Linked DNA regions of Mus musculus: region 1 is linked to region 2. The links are chromatin contacts, called in public HiChIP or PLAC-seq maps. All regions are on one chromosome and are shown on one strand. The core of a region is the stretch at or near the end of the contact, and the rest is flanking DNA. Distances in the headings are between cores, read along the strand shown.

The links. HiChIP or PLAC-seq counts read pairs in DNA pulled down with a chosen protein or histone mark.
Region 1: a contact with region 2 is called in a CTCF HiChIP or PLAC-seq map of the NIH/3T3 cell line, with 7 read pairs. The contact joins two enhancer-like sites. A contact is called at or near these places in 1 of 39 promoter capture datasets (the 3T3-L1 cell line) and 1 of 15 datasets of contacts at CTCF or cohesin (the NIH/3T3 cell line).

Annotation. Positions count from the first base shown.
Region 1 is chr15:3,667,558-3,670,933 of GRCm38.p6, forward strand. No RefSeq gene overlaps it. Among named protein-coding and RNA genes, the nearest start is that of Gm41255, 54 kb to the left of the region's middle. Within about 2 kb of position 1,509, at least 6 of the 459 cell types and tissues checked have an H3K27ac peak or open chromatin away from gene starts, as enhancers often do. A contact at or near this core is called in the NIH/3T3 cell line, where this site is marked.
Region 2 is chr15:3,355,047-3,358,483 of GRCm38.p6, forward strand. All of the region lies in intron 3 of Ghr (growth hormone receptor), which reads right to left. All of the region lies in intron 4 of Gm41254 (a long non-coding RNA gene), which reads left to right. Among named protein-coding and RNA genes, the nearest start is that of Ccdc152, 53 kb to the left of the region's middle. Within about 2 kb of position 1,450, at least 27 of the 459 cell types and tissues checked have an H3K27ac peak or open chromatin away from gene starts, as enhancers often do. A contact at or near this core is called in the NIH/3T3 cell line, where this site is marked.

The DNA.
Region 1 (3,376 bases), core at 259-2,758, 310 kb after region 2:
TGGAACCAGAGTAAAGGGTGGGAAATTTCAAAATTACCCAACATGTTTTCTTATTGTAATTGGAAAGGAGTCTAGGTTATTTTTTTCTTTTCTTTTCCCACTTAGGGGCCAGTACTGTGTATTACTGGGTTGCAACCACATAGAAAAGAATGAAGACATTGTCTGGGTTCTTCATGCTTCTCCATCCAGGCCTTTTAATTTTACTAATTTAGAGAAAAACACATGTTTAATTACTTTGAGATACTTCCATGTCATAATGTGTTACAGCTAAGACACAATGACTTCATCTGTTCAACTACAACTTTAAGTAAAGGAGGCCCATTAAAGATAGTGTATCTTAAACTTTTCATGTAACAGAGTATCGGTGATCTACTATGATTTTGTGTTGTGACACACTCTCTCTCACACACATTACATCACATCACATGTGACATGTCAAAAAGCTAGAATACTAATATCAGATTTACCTGATTAATACCTCCCAGTAGAGGATGGAGAAGGATGATAGCCCCAGATAATATTTTAATACTTTACTATGTGGTTTCAATCCAGCAATACACACAAATGGCTCCTAAGTTAGAAAAGAAACAAAGCAAAGCAAAACAAAAACAGTAGACTTCTTTCCAATTACAAAAAGAGAACATATTTGTGTGTGTGTGTGTGTGTGTGTGTGTGTGTGTGTGTGTGTGTGTGTGTATATATATATATATATATATATATATATATATATATATATATATATATATATATGTCTTGCTTTTATCTTCCACTTCTGATATAAAAGTCTTGAAAGCTTTGAAGGATCTAGAGTTCTCTTGTTTGGTTTTGAGTTACCTGGTGGCAGACAATCCCTTTGTAGCTTTAGAAGGAGGTCTTGTCAGGTGAATGACCAAAGGATGAATAGAGGGTTGGAAATGCTCTGCCAAACCTACAAGTTTCTGAGGACAGGTGATCTGTTCAAGAGTAAACTGATTACCAATTGACCATGATGAAATAAATCATGCCTAAATACTTTTAATTTAATTAAGAAACAAAGAAATAAGAAAGAAATGAAATTGGGAAGTTGGGGTGTTCTAATAGCTGAACAACAGCAGTCCCTGGAGTATGGTGCTCCTGGGAAAACACACAAACTTTTCAGCCTTTCCCCACACCTGTTGCCTTGTGCATCTCTCCCATCTGCCTGTGTCCTTTGAGACATCTGTTACAATGAGAGATATGTATTTTTCTGATTTCTGTGAATCACTCCAGTAACCTTATTATACCTAAGTAGAGTGGCCAGGAACATTGATGTTTAGTCAAAAAGATGGAGGCCCACACTTGTGACTGGGATAAAAATTAGGGAAGGGATGCAAGTATTGGAGGCTGAGCCTAGGACTTGTGGGATCCAAGGCCATCTCTAAGTAGAAAGTGTAGAACTAAATTGAATCAGGAGACACACAAGTGCTGTTCACTGGTGGGGAGAGAGCTCCACACATGCTTTGGTAACCGAAGATCGCAGTTGTGGTCTGCATTGTGAAATCTGCATATGACTAAATGTAATGTTTCATTTTTCAATACCCTTACTTTACAGAGATAGCCTTGGGACAAAATTATAGATGAAAGAAGTGGTTATTGTACCAGTACAGTGATTGCTGTATCAGCAATACCTTTGGAGAAAATTTAATGTGTTTCTTCTTTTTATGCCTTGGGACAATAGGAATGGCTAACCCAAATTAAAAGTGTGTTTAAAAGCTTAAACACTGTCTTCCTCTGGACATTTAGGAGGAGACCCATACACGGAGATGGAGCTGTCCAATATTGTATTTTGATTGACTGTTTACAGATCAACACAGCCAAGTGGGTAGGAAATTTGAAGACTACAATAAGTTAATGGGGTGTTAGTGTACTGACTACTAAATATTTGATTAATTAGTAAGTAACCAACCAGAAAATATTTAAGTCCCTTGTTTAAAAGCAAATGGAAACATTATTAACCAAAGGTTGGCAAGCTATTGCTTATGTGCTGGATCCAACCTACCATCTGGTTTTGGAAGTAAAGACTTTGGAATGTTAGCTGGGTTGCTCTAAGTATTATTTATGGTGGTTTTATATTACAGTGGCAAGATTTGAGTAATCATGACAGAGACTAATGGCCTCTAAGTCTAAAATGTTTACTATACAGCCTTTTACACACACACACACACACACACACACACACACACACACACACACATACACACACACAGAGGTTACCTTGATTTTCGACATGTGATTTGTAATTTTTTATCCTTTTTTTTGAACGAAGTGTGCTTGAAGCTCAACTAAAAGATGTTGGCCTCATTGTTGTGTGCATATGTTAGTATTCCCTAATGATGATTAGTCCAGCTTCTTTCTTCCTATAAATAAATGCTATTAGCCTCTAGAGATGCTGATGGAACAAAATCTAGTGTTCTTAGGTAGTTCTATAATTTTAAGTATTACATTTACACATTAGAAAAATGAGAGCCTGTTATGTAAAGAAGTTTGCCCACATATACCCAACTAAGGTCATTGGACAGACACTACTTCTTCTAACGAAAATTCCAGAAAACCCCTTCTGAGGAAAAATAAGTTGTATTAATTTTGTCCTACTATTCTTTTGTGCTGAGTAAATTCAGTTACCTAATGGTTCTTAAATTTCAATATGTGTCAAGATTGTGGAACTTGCTATAAACAAAGTTGGTGGAATTAACCCTCTTTCCCCGGGGGTTGCTGATAAAGTGAGCTTTGAGGGAGCTTAAGGAGCTACATGTCTAACAAACTTCCCAAGTGACAATGATGATTCTACTTCACAGACAACACTTAGTAGTCTCCTTGAATAAACCTGGGAAGAATTAATTCTTGCCCTTCTTATGTATTTCTACTTTAAAGCCAGATCACTCATTAGCTTCTCATCATTTCTCAGTATGATAAGATCTCAATGAAGATCTTATATGCACCTTCTTCAAGGGGATTCTATTACAATACAACAAGATATCAATCAATTAAAAGAAAAGAACATATATGAACAAGTCTTGATTATCACAGCTGAATGAAGCAAAGACAGCTAATATAGAAAAATTTTATTCTGTGAAAGCAACAGCAACTAACAGCAAAAGCTAAGAGTGTTGGTAAGTATAGGTGAGGGGGGAAGGCCCTACACCCAGGTGCTTAGATGTTCTTTGCTTTTCCAGGTGTATGCTTCAATAGGCACTGAGCTACAGAATCGAAGTCATGCAAGTTCATCTGATGCTATCTACTCCCCACATGAAAATCTGAATTAATTATGTGTAGATTCATGCAAACATTGATGACAGAAAAATAATACTGTATTAAAGAACTCAGTTGACTTTGTGTCCATAAATTCACAAGATGCTCC
Region 2 (3,437 bases), core at 200-2,699:
TCTTCCCCCATCCCCTGACTTTGGATATAAGCAGAACATTTACTTAAGCATTGTGTAAAAGTATTCTAGAAGAGATTAGGTTCCTACTGTATGCCATACTCCTAGCATGTGCTTTGTTATTTCATACACACACTTCTGTGTATAAAATGTTGTGTGTTAGTGTTGTGATCCTCACTTATAGCTAACGGGATGCTTCTGAGAGGTCAGATAATTTCTTGACAAAACACAGATGCAGTAAATGGTAAAGCTGGAACATGAAACCACAATTTTCTCACTTCAAAGTTCTTCTCCCCATATGGTATGCTGTAGGATTTTTCATTCTTGGCATTAAGTTCAAAGAGTTATAAGCATCTATGAGCTGCTAGATAGCTGTAGAGACCAAGGCTAGAGACTAAGTGCTGTGGACACAATCTGAAAACACCTTATTTTTAACCTTTTACTCCATGTATGTAAGATAAATGGGAAAACATCATAATTATGAGAAACATATGCAATGCCTTCAGGATGTGCTAGATTTTTTTTTTCACAGAAATGAGAAACTGAAGATGTCCCAGACTGAAAAAAACCCGTCTGACTGATGGAGAAAATAAGACTCATAAGAACCCCAAATGAAACATTGTAACATATACTGAAAACACTATGTAGTGTTGTTTAAATAAAGGGGATGCAACATTCTAAGCTAGCTTGGGAAATAGGTTATTTACAGGAGCTCACTTCTAAATTTCCTTAAGAGGTCAGGAGGCTGGAGATATATATATGATTAGCCTATATATTGGTGGACAACAGTCCAGGGACAGCTCTCAAGAATAAAATCACTGCCTGCCATTTGGTCCTTCCTATTCAAGTCAGGAGCTCTGCTCACTTCTATCTATAACCAGAGGTCAGATATTCTCATAGAAATGACATTCATACAAGCACAGAGCTGTCTTCTGGGACATGGCTTTGGCTTATTTAGAGTCATAGATTCTTAGAGCTTGAAGCTAGCCAGACTTGCCATCCCATTTTACCACAAGCAGAAAAAGATGCTGTCTAAAGAGGGACCGAACTTCCAATGATCCTGTGGTTGGTAAAGAGTGAGAGTGTGTTCTACTGCCTCTATGAAGTAAAAATCATGGTTTCTGTTGTTTTGTGCTTACTATGTACCCAAGAGTTGCAAAGCCTAATTAATATCCAAGGGTACCATTTTCAGGGCTTGGCTTGCTCCTGAGCCCCTAGACTGTATGACAGAAAATTATGATGATTTTTAGGTCACAGCAATAAAGTGGAAGCTTATGAGAAATCAAAATGAAGAGTCATTCTGAATAGTAAGTTATGTTCCAGCATCCAATGAATTAAAATTTCACATGTCAAAAAAAAAAAAAAAATCACATGTCACTACATTTCAATACACTAGGTGGCAGCAAATAGGTATTTAGGTACACCGTCAATAGATAGGCAGACTGGAAACAAAATGAAACTAAGTCTTTGGGTTTAATGAAAGGGGATTAATTTCTTGATGCTCTCAAACATGTACGCCAAAGCCAGAGCTTTCTCATAAGCTTTCTTTACCAAGGTTGCCCTTACAAACTATTAGTGGTGGACAACTACAGCTTGGAGAGCTTGGAGCTGTTCAGGTTGCTGCTTTCTGGGGAGGCGTGGCAATAGGCTATATATTTCAAGAATGGAGAGTAACAGTCAGGGAGAGGGAATGGGCAGGTTTAAGGGAGCATGTTGCAGGATATGCTCCAGAATCAAAGGGCTGAAAAAGAGATGTTAGCAGGCTGGTGGGGAATCCTGGCAACAGAGATATTTGTTAAATTAAGTAAAATTAGTATCTACACGTTCAGCCATAGGGACCCAAAAGATTATCTAGTGTCGCAGTTGGTTATGTCAGGTGATCCATTAAGGGATAGAAAGAAATTAAGAGGGATTTCTAATACTGCGTATCAGATTCATACAGAGTCACTAAGCCCATGTACATGAGTCACATGCTATGGGAGGAACTTCACACAAAGAGTGGAAGGGTCATGATTCAGAGTGCCTGTTCATAAATTAATCCCTCATCTCTTGGCATTGCAGAAGTTTTTCAGGCTCTTCTTGGCTGATTTAAAGGGTATATGGACTGAAAAGATGTAGCTCAGCTATAACTGTCTTGTAACAAAGAAGTGGCTTAAAAGATTCATATAAAGAAATTTCAAATCAAAGATGAGCTGATAATGTTGTCTTACTGATCAGAATGCAGCCGATGGCATGCTCTTCATAGCCTTAGAACAAGCTCTCAGTTGCTCCAAGCAAATCCAATGGACGGTAGCCTCCAAATCAGAAAAGGCTCTGAAGACTACTCAAACAGAGATTAACTTCTATTCTTATTATGGATGGACTTCTAATTTGATGTGTACTGCAACACCTTTAAAATAACATGTTGATAAACAAGATATAGACTCTGCCTTCAAATTCCTGTTTTATAAACCACTAAATGAGAATTATCTCTCCCTAAATAAGTAAACTTGTTTAAAGTATATCTCAAGAAGCATTCTGCTCTAATAAATATTAAACACCTTTCAGAATATCATTTGATTCAGCTATATATAAAATTTAAATATGTATATATACATATGCATATAGATTATAGTGATATGTGTTGAATTCAGGGCCTGAGTAGAAGCTAAGAAAGCTCTCTACCACTGAGGTATATCCAATCCTATGAATTTATTTTTGTGTATAGCCTATGATAAACAAAATAGAGTACTATGTATGTGTAAGGAATTTTTAAGCATGTGAACATGCAAACTGGCTATATGACTATGATACTAATGGGCTATAGGATCCAGATTTTTATGACTTGAGACAGCTTAACATATTTATAAATAAATAAGTAAAATGAAGCAAGAGACCTAGACTCTCGGTCTTCTGAATTAGTCCACTTTCCATTACCATTAAGAACTATCTGATGCTGAGGAACTTATAAAGAAAAGACATTTATTTATTTATTTTGCAGTTCTGAGACTCAAGATCAAGCGTTTTGGCTTCAGTTCATCTCTGGTGAGGGGCAATGGAAGGTTGGGAGTGTGGTGAGAAAGATCTCATGGTGACATAGGACGTCAGAGGGACTAAGTAGTTTGTGTCACATGTTTTTAAAGAATATCTTTCTTGTGAATGAATTGTGATTTGCTAAGAACTATATTAATCTCTTCCAAAGCTAAGGTTCCCAATAATCTAAGAACCATTTTCTAAACACAGCCTCTTAAAGTCCCACCACCTCATAATACTGCCACACTGGGACCAAGTTTCTGACATGAATATTTTTGGAGACACACCATATAGAAACAATAGCATCTCTACAGAAAATAAACTGTCAGTTTGTTATTTAAACACTTCCATTTTATTCTCTTTGGCTTCCATATTTCCCCTGATGTTGCCAGCTATACACTTTTGTGCAAAGGTCCAAGATAGAGAGT